Linked DNA regions of Mus musculus: all the other regions are linked to region 3. A link is a contact called in public HiChIP or PLAC-seq data. All regions are on one chromosome and are shown on one strand. Each heading gives the region's core, a stretch centred on a gene start, on an enhancer-like site or on the middle of the called end of the contact. The rest is flanking DNA. Distances are from core to core; before and after follow the strand shown. Region 1 has its middle 31 kb from the start of Vangl2. Region 2 overlaps Slamf7 (SLAM family member 7). Region 3 holds the start of Cd84 (CD84 antigen).

Region 1 (4,189 bases), core at 91-2,590, 160 kb after region 3:
TTTTTTTTCGTTCTTTCTTTTTAAAATAGGGTAATGCTGAGTACTGAACGTGCAAAGAGCACCCACAACAAGTCAGACACAAGGAATTCCCCAAGAGGAACCTTCTTTTGTTTTTGTTTTTGTTTTTCAAGACAAAGTTTCATTCTGTGGCCCTGGCTGCCCTGGAACTCACTCTGTAGACAAGGCTGGCCTTGAACTCACAGAGCTCCAACTGCCTCTGCCTTTGCCTTCCAAGTGCTGGGTTTAAAAGCATGCACCGTCACTGTCCAATTTAAGTATTTTTTTCTTATTAAGGCATGTTTTGACCCCTTAAACTTCATGGGTACACAAGCTTTCTCTTAGGGCCTTGCTACTCCAGGTAGCCTGAGACCATCAGCTACATCTTCTAGCGCTGTGAACTGAATTATGTTCTCAGAATTTAGATGCTGAAGTCTCACCTAATTCCACCTAATTATTTGAGAAGAAATTAGGGTAATAAAGGGGTGTGAGAGAGAAGTCTCACTGTGAAATCATTTACCTGGTTAGAGATCAGAAACCTGGTATCTCTCTCCCTCTCCACCCCCAACGTGATGCCATCATAAGAGGAATGCTACCCCCAACCCAAGATTTTTCTCCAGATCCCAGCCACATAAACCTCAGATTTTAGCTCCTAGAACCATAAAATAATGAAATTCTGTTAAGTCATCCAATCTGTGGTACTTTGTCATGGCAGCCCAAGCTACTAAGGCACCAGACCCTCAAGATGTACACTCTTAGTCTGACAGTGGTGACATACTCCTTTAATCCCAGAGGCAGAGACAAGTGGATCACTGAGTTCGAGGCCAGCCTGGTCTACAGAGCAAGTTCCAAGACAGCTAAGGCTACACAGAGAAACCCAGGGCCTGTGCCAGACCTGCTGGATGAGACTCTGCATTTCTAGCAGGTGCTTGAATGATCTGCACACTTGTCATAGGCACAGTGACAGCTGAGCCAGCTCTACTTGCGGGGAGCTGTTTCAAGATAGAATAAACCACCTGAACTTTTCAATCTAAGAAAGAAAGACCCCTGGTGTCCAGTTGTTTAATATGCCCCAAATCAAGAGGCCTCAGATCTCATAGCAGCCCTGGCAAACAAAATCTGCAGGGTAAGTTGTATCTGCTTTCTCTCCAGTTCCACCCCATTGTTATGGGGGAAGGGACTGTGTTAGGAGATAAGCACAGAGCCAGAAGATAACAACCCCTCAAATGGAGTTAATCTAGACTGTAAAAACTCTAACCTAAAATTACATGCTAGGGTATCAGTGGGAACCAACATTAAGAGGAACGTGTAAGGAACAAACCCACCCTAACCGGTCTCCCCCACAGTGAAGGTCATGCAAATGTTTGGCATCTGTGGTAGCACAGGAGGCCCTCCCCTTCCTCTCAGATGTTTTGCATCACATTTCCACTTTTTTTTTTAAACTGAAATCTTAACAACTATACTAGTGCTTTTATTGTTCGATCTATGTTTAAAACTACATATGGCTGTACATGGTGTTTTACTTAGGGTTTTGTTTGTTTTACATATACAGACTTCATTTTTCTAAGTGTTGTGGTTTCTCAGGAAAGTGGAGTCTAATGCCCAGAGATTTTCCTCACGTTCCCCGTCCCCCCACCTACGCAGCCTCCCCCATGATCAGCATCCTGCATGGAGTGGAACATTGGTCACAACTGGCAAACCTACAATGACTCACAGCGTCAGAGTCCATAGCTGGCATTGCAGTTCAGTCTTGGTAAGCTACATTGCGGAGTTGAACAAATTACGATAATATCCACCACTATAGTAACGTACATAGACGTGCTGCCCTAAAAGCCTACCTTTCCAGTTTAAAGCACATATTTGTCCTGGCTAAGCCACAAATAGCACAGGCTAGTTGTGTCCTAAAGTGAGAACAAATAAACTATTAACTAGATTCAATTTGTTTTCTCAACCACAGATTCTCTTACAGGATACCGGTGTACAGGTAGCCTTTTGAGCGGTGGCTTCAAAATGGTTCACATTCTCACTGCTTGCTTCAGTCTGTCCCCTGGACCTCCTCTGGGGGACATTATAATAACTTAGGTGTCAACAGTAGGAGACAAAATAGCCACAATAGTATTTCTCATTTGTGCTAGCAAAAGCCCTGGGAGCTCCTAGGGAATAGAAGCCATGGTTTATATATCTCTGCATCCCAATGTCTAGCATAAAGAAACATCTTCCTGAAACTTACTGAGGTAAGAGAAACCTATGCCTTGCCCATGTTTCCTAAACCATCTAAGCCAGTACCTTTTCCCACTATTCCACCGATTCCATGTGTGACATTTGCTGTTCCAAGCTGCATATCTCTCTCTCTCTCTCTCTCTCTCTCTCTCTCTCTCTCTCTCTCTCTCTTTCTCTCCCTCCCTCCCTCCTTCCCTCCCTCCCTCCTTCTCTTTCCCTTCCCTCCCTCTCCCCCTCTTCCCTGCCTTTCTCTCCCTCCCTCCCTCCCTCCCTCCCTCCCTCCCTCCCTCCCTCCCTCTCTCCTTCCTACTACTTTACCATGCACTGACGCAATAGTTTTCCAAAAGCTGACTTTCTCCCATGCAACTTTCCCAGCAACTGGAAGAGCCTTCCCATCACTTGCTTAGACTAATAAAGAAAATCAGGAGCTATCTTATGTAGTTGACTTTCAGTTCTGTAGATTGAATTGTTCCTCTCCCCACCCCACAAAAAAAAAAATAAGCTAATAACAAATCACTGAGTGTAACATCGTGTCACCTCACCAAGAACCACAGCCTGCTATTTTTTTTTCAGCAACATTACAAAGCCAAAGGCTAGACAATCCCATTGGAGCAGCTATGTCATGACCTTGACAATGCACTAAGCTGAGTCCCTGCCTTCTTCGGTGATAGCTGAAGTGCTTCCAGACTGTAGCTTCTGTAGCTAACGGTTACAAACACCCTTTGTTACCTGACACATGACTGAGAACACGACTGTCCCTTCTAGCAAACCCCAAAAGAAAATATGGTCTTGTTGACAAGCATTGAGATCCAGTCAAAGGGCGATTTGTTCCTAGACTGGCTTTTGGTTTGGGTTTGGGATTTTTTTTCAAGACAGGGTTTCTCTGCGTAGCCCTGGCTGTCCTCACTCTATAGACAAAGCTGGCTTCAATCTCACAGATTCATCTGCCTCCTCGGCCTTCAGGGTGCTGGAATTAAAGGCGTCCCCCACCATGCCCAGCCTGGACCACCTTTTAGAGGAAGAGGTTCAAGATGTTAAATAGACTGCTCCACAGTCCACAAGGGTCAATTCAGTGAGAGCAGCATCATAGCCACTATCTTTACCAGCCAAAGTAAAGTACTTTTAGTACCAGGCTGGGAATATCAAGGCACTGAACCAAAACTTAGTATACTAAGAGGCATTTGTTCTATATTTCAATCATTCAAAGGTTTGACGTAGAGATTCAGCCATAGTAAGTCGAAATCTGACCGCGAGGTGAACTGAGAACAACAAATAGAAGTGATCTTCCACAGGCTTAACTACAAAGAGGACAGGGGTGTTGTCTCAAGAGAAGTATTCTTGTGCCCATGTAAGAAAGAATCTTTAATAAAGAAACAAGGGACTGGAGTATAGCTCAACTGATAGATGCTTGTCTAGCATCCAGAAAGCCCTAGCACGACCTAAATTGAACGTGGTGATGTAGGCCTAAAAACCCAGAACTCAGGAGGTTAAAGGTCATCTCCAAGAGAGTCTGGGATATATGAGACCCTATCTATCTCAAAACAAAACAACAGGGGGCTGGTGAGATGGCTCAGTGGGTAAGAGCACCTGACTGCTCTTCCAAAGGTCCAGAGTTCAAATCCCAGCAACCACATGGTGGCTCACAACCATCCGTAACAAGATCTGACTCCCTCTTCTGGTGTGTCTGAAGACAGCTACAGTGTACTTACATATAATAAATAAATAAATCTTTTAAAAAAAAACAAAAAAAACAAAACAACAATGGCTAAAGGTCCTATGTGTCCATATTGGTGTGTGTGTGTGTGTGTGTGTGTGTGTGTGTGTTGAACTTGTGTGGGTATGTGCACATATCCATGCATGTGAAGGTAGTGTCTTCCTTGATTGCTCTCTGTCCTATTTTTCGAGACAGGGTGAAGCTAAGCTGACTGGCCAATGAGTTCCAGAGATCTGTCTGTCTCCCTTCCTCCTCAGC
Region 2 (4,455 bases), core at 936-3,435, 210 kb before region 3:
ACCTTTTGCAGCTAATATCGTGAAATATTGAGTTCATAGATTTCAGGCCCCATTTAATTCAAGGGTGGGGTGGTGGTGATGGAGATGAGAGTGTGATGATAGTCCTAATTATTTACTATGTGAGTTAGTTCCCAGAGAAGAGGAGACGGCAAGTGTTGGAGTCAAAGCCCAGGCTCTCTTTGTCTGCCCATAACCCACCACAGATTCAAGCCACAGGCTCTGACAGAAATTAATCTTTTCCTGTGATCACTGTGGGAGGGTCTTCCTCTATTCTCCCATAGAGGGGCATTTTCCACCTTCCGAAACCACAGTTTTAGTAGGTGGGTTTCAGATTTCCCCTTCACCTCCTCTTAGCAGACGCCAGCTCTTTTGCTCTCACCACAAATCTATTTAAAATGTCTTCCATTCTGCTATACAGTGAACATTTTCTTAAATTGAAAAGCATTTGGAAAATGAACACACACACACACATACACACACACACACACACGTACACACACGTACACACACGTAAGAGACAAACTTGTACTCTCTCCAGCAACCAGTCTTAATAGTTTTGATGTATTTTCTTTCATTTGTTTCATACACATAGATTTATTTTAAATATACTTCATATTAACTGAAGGGCAGAGAAGAGAATTGGCTTCTCTCCCTCTTCCTCTCCTTTTTATTTATTTAGGAACAGTGTCTCATCTATCTCACCAGCCCACTCCCCCCCCCTCGGCTTGTTAACACAGGAGTCTTGAGTTTCTGACCTTTTTGCCAACACCTGTGGAGTGCAGCCATTACAGCCACACACGACGACACTCAGTTCACACCGTGCTTGGGCTGCTTGGGTTTCTTGCAAGGCATGTCTTTCAGTGCAGTGGTACTCATGGAGCGCATTCAGTTCTGCGTGTTACCTTTTCCACTTGTGATGCCATGACATTTTCTAGCTTTACACAAATGTATGACGTGTCCTTCCCTCCCTCCCTCCCTCCCTCCCTCCCTCCCTCTCTTCTTTCTTCCTTCCTTTCTTTCTTTCTTTTTTTTTAGACAGGGTTTCTCTGTGTAGTTCTGGCTGTCCTGGAACTCACTCTGTAGACCAGACTTGAACTCAGAAATCTGCCTGCCTCTGCCTCCCAAGTGCTGGGATTAAAGGTGTGTGCCACCACCACCTGGCTTTTTTTTTTTTTAAAGATAAGGTCTTATATAGTCTAGATGGACCTCAAATAATTCTAGATGGACCTAGATGGTCCTTCTGGCTAAGATTATAAGCAAGTTCTACCATAAATTAATTTTAATTTTCACAAAAAGTAAATGCATAAAACCAACAATTAATAATAATAATAATAATAATAATATTGACAGCGTCTTCCTATACAGTCCATGCTGACCTCAAATTTGTGGCTCGCCTTTCAGTGCTGGGATTATAGGCATAGATCCCCCACACCTGACTATAGAACCTGTGTTTAAAAAATTTAGCTTAATTACATTATTTTATGTGTATAGACATTTTATTGGTATGTATATGTATGTACCGTGTACATGCCTGGTGCCCATGGAAACCAAAGGAGGGCACCAGATGCCCTGGAACTGGAGTTACAGATGGTTGTGAGCCACCTCCTCAGTGCTGGGGATTAAGCCTGAGTCCTTTGGAAAACCAGCCAGTCCTTTTAACTGCTGAGCTGCCTCTCTGGCACTCTGCCCTGCATTCTTAAAGCCTGTGCTCTTAAAGCCTGCGCTCACGTAACCCTCATTTCCCACCTCACTTTTAGGCAGTCTCCAGAGTGTGTCTACTGCAAATAGCAACACAACACATGTTTTCTGTATGCGAATTCTGCAGTGCCTTTAAAATGATCAATACAGAGGACGTGGGTCATGGAGATAAAACTACAGACTAAACTACAGATAAAACTCACAACCACCTGGACCAATGTGAAGCCCTGGCTTCTTCCGGCCATACTGTAAATAGTTCTCTTCAGATGCTGCTCTGCGCCTTACCTCTCACCTTTGAGAGAATTTCAGGGAACCCTTCCTTAATACGTACTGATTTTATTTAAATAATATTTTATTTATTCATAAAAGTAAAGTAATAAACACAGTAATTAGCACACAGTGCTTAGTAGCATTCACAACTGTGCCTTGGACAGATGCCTAGGCAGCTCTGGGCAAAGCCTAGCTCAGCTCTTTGTGGTTATGACAGAGTTGCCACGTGTTGGGGAATACATCCTATTTTTAGCTTTCACTTCCCCTCCCATCAGCTCAAGACAGCATCTTGGCTTCTTCTCTTTTAAACATAGATTTGTCTCCTTGATTTCATATCCCTCAACCCTGGAACCTTAGTTCCCTTTCAGCATTCTCATGAAGACATGTAGTTCTTGTTCTGGGAGCACATCAAATACACACACACACACACACACACACACACACACACACACACACACACACACACACACCCTTACTCTACCTGTTCCCATGTCTCTTCCATGACACTAGAAAAAGAAAATAAGATTTTTTGGGGGAGGATATATGTCTGTTTTACCTAGAAGACTAACCTAGTAGAGGTTCTCAATAAAGACTCATTGGGAACAAACAAACAAACAAACAAACACAACTGTAAAGGTTTTCAAGCCATCAAACCCCAGACTCTATCTGTGATGCTAGGTCTTAGACTAGATCAAAAATTTGTATGCAGGCTATTTCTCTATTTTTAAAGATGGACTCCTCTGTAGGCTCAGGGCGTACACGGTTCCCTTGGAGCATGTAGGTATAGTTGAAGTCCAGATGAGGGGTCCTTGTCCTCCATCATCTGCTTTAAAGGACCTCAAATGGTACCAGACAAACATAGGTGTATGTTTGGATTTTCTGTCCTTGTGCATTTTGGCCATTGGTACCTACATACCCTTCTGGGACTCCGTAGTTAGTATTTCTGTGGCGCCCTATAAAGTGGTTCATGAGATATCAAGCAAGAGTGAGTGTATTGCAACAATCCATGAAAGTGTAACACAGCACCTGGCTCATAGCTGCTGGTTCCATTAATAAATTAATAGACTTATTTGGAGCAATTTCAGGCATCTCCCAGTCATTTTCTCTGGGCTAACTGACAGATTCAGTCACACTGGCAGAAAGGAATACAGATTCTGGGTTTGAGGAGAGTTCTCAGCAATTGGACGATGAACCTCAGAGTCCAAAGAGGCTGAGAATAGCTTATTCTGGAAGGAAGTGGTATCAGCTACCACACTGCCAAAATCCTGGCAGGAGCAACTTACAGGGGAAGGGCCTGCTTTCGATTTTGAGTTCTAGAGGTTATAATCCATTGTCATCAGAGGCATGGCGGCTTTAGGGGCTTGGCCTGTGTTGGAGGGAGTTTGCAATGTCTGCTTCTTCATAACATGGTGGACAGGATTCTGCCTGAGGTGGAGCAGAAGGCTTGCCCAGAGCCAGGAGTGACTGTCACTTTCTAGGCCTGCCTCCTGGAGACTCACCGTCTGCAGACAGACTCTATCTTCTATAGGGTCTACAGCACCCTTAAATAACACCAAGTGTTGAACCACACAAGCCCGCAACCTTGAATCTTTTCGACTCAATCCATAACACTCCCGTCTTGGCTCACAGGTCTTGGCTCAATATGCCTACGGTCATCACACAATGCAAAACACATTCCATCTAACTTCAAGAGTCCCTAGCCATAACAGTTCAATGTCCAATGTCTTTTATGAGATGTAAGGCAAAGTCCTAGTTGTGAGCTCTTAAAAAATAGAAAACTCACATACTTTCAATGCACAATGGCAGAGGAAACATTCACATTCCAAAAGGGAGGGATGGGGCGTGGCAAAGAAAGAGCCAAAGATAGGAGAAAACTCAGCAGAGAGGTATAAGCCTTGAAGCTCCGTATCTGGCATCTTGGGTACATGGTATCATCATGTATGTTCCAATGGGTTTGAGGAGGCCTGTTTCCATGACCTTCCAACCAAAACCACACGTGGCCTCTTTCTCGGGTGTTTTCAGTGCCTGAAAATTTTCTTAGTAGATGCTTTATGTTCTGGGCAGCTCCAGCATCCTTTATGTTTTAGGCAGCTCCAGCATCCTGGAGTCTAAACTGCAAGTTAGGCTTTGCCTTCATAGTTTTATGCAGGCTTACAAGGCAGGTCCATTCAGAAAGCCCAACCTCGATACACGTTGCCTGGTTTTCCTCCCCTGGAACCTTAGTGCAAGCTTCAGTGGCTCCCCAGAGTTTACATTCTGCACGTGTGGACATTGCTGAGTTCTGCTGTCACTCCAGGATGGAGCCATACCTGCTTGGGTCAGGGCTCCAGCAGCCTCTGAGAACCGTGAGAACCCAGAGAAACACTTCCACAGTCTGATGTGCGATGTGGGACACTCTGTGTTCAGGCATTCTTTCTTTTAAATGAAAGCTTTTTTGAATAGGGTTTTTGAAAGACAGGGTTTAGCTCTCAGTGTCCCCTTTCTCTT
Region 3 (4,432 bases), core at 349-2,848:
GGGATGTTACTTACTGGCTTGCTTCCCCTGGCTTGTTTCCCCTGGCTTGCTCAGCCTGCTTTCTTATAGAACCCAAGACTACCAGCCCAGGGATAGTCCCATCCACAAGGGGCCTTTCCCCCTTGATCACTAATTGAGAAAATGCATTACAGTTGGATCTCATGGAGGCATTTCCCCAACCAAAGCTCCTTTCTCTGTGATAATTCCAGCTGTGTCAAGTTGACACAAAACTAGCCAGTACAACACATTTAGTTGCAGAGGCCTTACACTGCATATTTATTTTTCTTAAGCTTTTCATTTTCAGCATCAATTCAGTTTGATTTTTCTTTCATATTTCCATTTCTTTATTTAATTCCACTTTCATATCTAACAATTAGCTTCCTATATCATTATTAAACTTTTATTCATGTCTACTTTCATTTCTTTAAGCGGGCCTTCATATCTTTGAACATGTCAAGAAGTGAGAATATATTCATAATCACTCTATGGAAGTTTATGTCTAAGTCACGTCCATTAAGAGTTGCTACTCCGGGGAGTGTAGTTTAAGGAAGAGACAGGTTTGGTTACTTTTTGTTTTAAAGGTATGATTGTTTGTATGTATGTCTGTGCACCACATGTGTGCAGTGCCTTCTGAGATCAGAAGACAGTGTTTGATCCCCTGAAATGAGAGTTACAGACAGTTATAGGTGCTGAGAATCAAAACCAGGTCCTCTGAAAGTGGGAGCAGTGCTAACCACTGAGCCATCTCTCCAATACAAGTTATTTTAGTTTGTATTTGTGTGTCTGTGTCTGAGTGTCTGTGTGTGTGTCTATGTGTGTCTGTGTGTGTGTCTCTGTGTATGTCTGTGTGTGACTCTGTGTGTGGTGTGTGTGTATCTGTCGATTCATGCCTATTTGGTGTTCTGTGTACATTTCACTATTTCCCTAAATGTGGAACTATTTTTACTATGGTTTTGTGGAAAATATTTTTTACACCTTTAGCATGCAATTCAACTTCTTTTACTCCATAATTCACAAATTTGCTCTTTCCATGTTGTCCTAAGTATATCACACATTTTACACACTTATATTAAACCAGTCACTGTCTTTGACCTAATATCTCAGTCCCTTACTATGTCTTCCATCCCTGTTACTTTTTTTGTTGTGTGTGTCTGTCTGTGTATGTGTGTCTGTGTGTGTCTCTGTATACGTGTGCCTGTGTGTGTCTCTGTGTGTGTGTGCCTGTGTGTCTCTGTGTGTGTGTGGTATGTGTGTCTGTCTGTGTGTCTGTGTGTGTCTCTGGGTGTGCTGTGTCTGTGTGTGTGTGTCTGTGTGTAATATGTGATTTTAAAGTGGAGCTCTCAGCTCAGGTGTCAAGGTCAGTTTCTCTTGAGTCAATTTTCTTGTTTCCTTGAGTATTTGCAATGTTCCAGAGGGTTATGGTACAGTTGAGGTGTCATTTCTCTCTGTGCTTGGACTACTAAGGTCTGTGTCTCTAGTCCTCCTCTGAGAGCAGGGTATCATCTTCAGCACCAGTCATGACCAGGAATCGGCTCATTTACTGCTGGATGGTTTGTGGTGTCTCCCGTGTTCCTTTTCTGGTTCCACAAACCCGTCTCAGTGCTTGGAGTTCCTCTGTGACTGACCACTTCTTCCTTTTCTGTCTGATGGTGAACACCTTTCTGGACCAGCTCTGGACCAGAATCTGATGTTATGCTCTGGGAAGGGGTCCTCTGGATCTAGTTTGCCTCTGGGTCTGACTTCAGATCCATTGAGGGCTCTATCTTTGGCTTGCTATCTGGAAATGTGTGTCTGCCTTTTGGAATCTGACATACTTGCACTGAGAGTGCAGAGTGGGTCTTGGGGTGCTCAGCTTAGCTGCGCTTGTCTCACTAAGGGGTCCATGCGAGGCAGGTGTAGAGACAATTGGTGCTGATTCATGACGTGAGTGGGGGAGTTAATGTAACTAGGTGATGGTGGGTCAGTGGGAGAGATACAGCAATCTCCAGATCACAGATGCTGACTTTATAGGGCCAGTGGGCAGGAGGCAATGGATGCAAACATGGAGACACTGAACTCAAAGACTATGGCTTATTCTTGTGATTCAAAATACAATTAACCCCTTGCCTAAAAATACTAGTTCATTCTTCATATTTGTCTCAGCTACATTGTCAATTCCTTTCAGAAATCTCCCTAACTTACCCTAGCCTGGAGTAGATGCCTCCACCCTGCATTTCTTCCTGCTGCAGCATATATCACCATTTACTGAAATTTCCTGTATAATTATCAATCCCTCTATAAAGAATATAAACTCCACAAAGGGAACTCATTACTTTATAGCTACTGATCAACATCCATGATATGTCTGGCACATAGTAGGCACTTAATAAATATTTGTTGGATAATTAATAATGAATATGCACTGCTGTTGTATAATGGAAAACACTAGTAAGTAGGTTAAGAAGTAACACATCTTAATCAGCTCACACTTCCTCCCTCCAGCTCCGGAAACACCACACTGAAGTGAAAGCAGCTACCACACCAGTTATTTTTCCTCAGAAGACTGGAGTCTGACTGGACATGGCCCAGCGCCATCTGTGGATCTGGTTCCTTTGCCTACAAACCTGTGAGTTCTGAACCTTGTTAGTATTGAAGTCCTACTATGTCATAACTTTTTAGAAAATACACATGGGAGGGCAGGGACGTGTCCCTTTGATCTCGTTTCAGCAGAATTTCCTGGGCTTTCTGTTCATATTACACTCAACCTACTGAACTAGAGTGAGACCTTAAGACCCAAGCAATGTGCTTCATCACATTAAACCAGTCTTCTTTCACTTTCTGTCCCCTTTCCTACCTATGCCTTCAACTCCTGGTCCCTCCTCTTCCTATTGTCCTATGGGTTGTTGCACTGTTTATTTGGGTTAAGTTTTTGGTTTCCAGCATCATTTCAGCTTGATTTTCCTTTTGTATTTCCATCTGTTTATTCTCTTGTCTTAACTGGTATGATCTGTGTATGCCTGGGACATAGTAGGCATTTAATAAATATTTGTTAGGTAGTTAATTAATTACTTAATTAATGCTCTCACTGGAGTCACATAATGGAAATCACTAGCAAGTAGGCTAAGAACCAATGGTTCATTTTTGTTTCTTTGCCCCTATTTGTTGAAAATAGAAGATTTTTCATACCATATGTCCTAGTTAGAGTTTCCCCTCCCTAAACTCCTCCCAGTCCCTCTCCACCTTCCCCCCTTCTACATCTACTCCCTTTCTGTCTCTCATTAGAAAAGAGCTGACTTCTAAACAACAAAAAAAATGTCAAAATAAAATATAATATGATGATTTTTTTTCTAGTTCCATCCATTTGCCTGAAAATTTCATTATGTCGATTTTTTAAAGAGCCAAGTAATACTCCATGGTTTAAGTGCACCACGGAGTCTTTACTCATTCTTCTGTGAAGAGAGATCTAGATTGTTCCTAGTTTGGGGCTATAATGAACAAAGCAGCAATGAATATGGTTAAGCAAGTGTGCCTGTAGTCATAGGACACATCTTTTGGGTATGTGCCCGAGTGGTATAGATGGGTCTTGGGGTATACTGATTCTTAACTTTCTGAGGAATGGCTATATCAATTTTCAGAGTGACTTACAAATTTTCACTCCCACCAGCAACGAATGAGTGTTTCCCTTAGTCCCCATCTTTGCCAAAATTAGTTGTCACTTGTGTTATTGATCTTAGCCAATCTGACAGGTATGAAATACAATCTCAAAATAATTTTGGTTTGCATTTCTTTGATGGCTAAGGATGCTGAACATGTATTTAAGTATTTCTCAGCCACTTGCATTTTCTCTATTGAGAATTCTCTTTTAGATCTGTACCTTCACTTTTAAATTGGGTTATTTAAATTCTTGATATCTAGCTTCTTGAGTTCTTTATGTATTTTAGATATTAGTCCTCTATCAAATGTAAAGTTGGTAAAAAATCTTTTCCCATTCTGTAGGCTGCCATTTTGTCCAAATGACAGTATGCTCTGCCTTATAGAAGCTTTTCAGTTTCAAGAAGTTTCATTTATCGTTGGTCTTACTGCCTGCACCTCAGTTTCTGATCAAGAATTCTTCTCCTATGCCAATGAGTACAAGGGTGTGCCCCAACTTTCTCCCTTATCAGTTTTTATGTTAAAGTTTTTGATCCACTTGCATTTGAGTTTTGTTCACAAACATAAGTATGGATCTCTTTGTATTCTTTTACACACAGACTTCCATTTGTTGAAGACGCTGTTTTCCAATGTATGTTTCTGGCTTCTTTATTTTTAAAAGAAGTGTCCATAGGCCTGTGGATTTATGTCTGGGTTTTCATTTCAACTCCACTGACCAACTTATCTGTTTTTATGAAATTACCATGCTAATTTTTTTTTACTATAACTTTGTAATATTGCGTGAAATCAGCAATGGTGAGAC

The links. HiChIP or PLAC-seq counts read pairs in DNA pulled down with a chosen protein or histone mark.
Region 1: a contact with region 3 is called in an H3K4me3 HiChIP or PLAC-seq map of pro-B cells, with 4 times the contacts expected there. The contact joins the enhancer-like site here to the promoter of Cd84 in region 3. A contact is called at or near these places in 12 of 39 promoter capture datasets (the C10 cell line, the HPC-7 cell line, cranial neural crest and 7 more), 1 of 15 datasets of contacts at CTCF or cohesin (CD8 T cells), 6 of 484 Hi-C or Micro-C datasets (the AML12 cell line, the HPC-7 cell line, bone marrow-derived macrophages and 3 more), 23 of 115 datasets of contacts at active chromatin or transcription factors (the 230-238 cell line, CD4 T cells, CD8 T cells and 16 more) and 5 of 9 other capture datasets (adipose tissue, embryonic stem cells, liver and 2 more).
Region 2: a BATF HiChIP or PLAC-seq map of CD8 T cells shows a contact between it and region 3, with 5 read pairs. The contact joins the enhancer-like site here to the promoter of Cd84 in region 3. A contact is called at or near these places in 1 of 39 promoter capture datasets (erythroid cells), 3 of 115 datasets of contacts at active chromatin or transcription factors (CD8 T cells, bone marrow-derived macrophages and microglia) and 2 of 9 other capture datasets (adipose tissue and liver).

What each region holds. Positions count from the first base shown.
Region 1 is chr1:171,993,846-171,998,034 of GRCm38.p6, forward strand. No RefSeq gene overlaps it. Among named protein-coding and RNA genes, the nearest start is that of Vangl2, 31 kb to the right of the region's middle. Within about 2 kb of position 1,341, at least 31 of the 459 cell types and tissues checked have an H3K27ac peak or open chromatin away from gene starts, as enhancers often do. A contact at or near this core is called in CD8 T cells, heart atrium, pro-B cells and 1 more, where this site is marked.
Region 2 is chr1:171,629,461-171,633,915 of GRCm38.p6, forward strand. Slamf7 (SLAM family member 7) reads right to left here. Exons shown (of 8, transcript NM_144539.5): 8 at 2,943-4,455. Among named protein-coding and RNA genes, the nearest start is that of Mir7683, 10 kb to the right of the region's middle. Within about 2 kb of position 2,186, at least 83 of the 459 cell types and tissues checked have an H3K27ac peak or open chromatin away from gene starts, as enhancers often do. A contact at or near this core is called in CD8 T cells, adipose tissue, bone marrow-derived macrophages and 1 more, where this site is marked.
Region 3 is chr1:171,838,099-171,842,530 of GRCm38.p6, forward strand. Cd84 (CD84 antigen) reads left to right here and starts at 1,599. Exons shown (of 9, transcript NM_013489.3): 1 at 1,599-1,700; 2 at 2,482-2,605. The coding sequence starts at 2,560.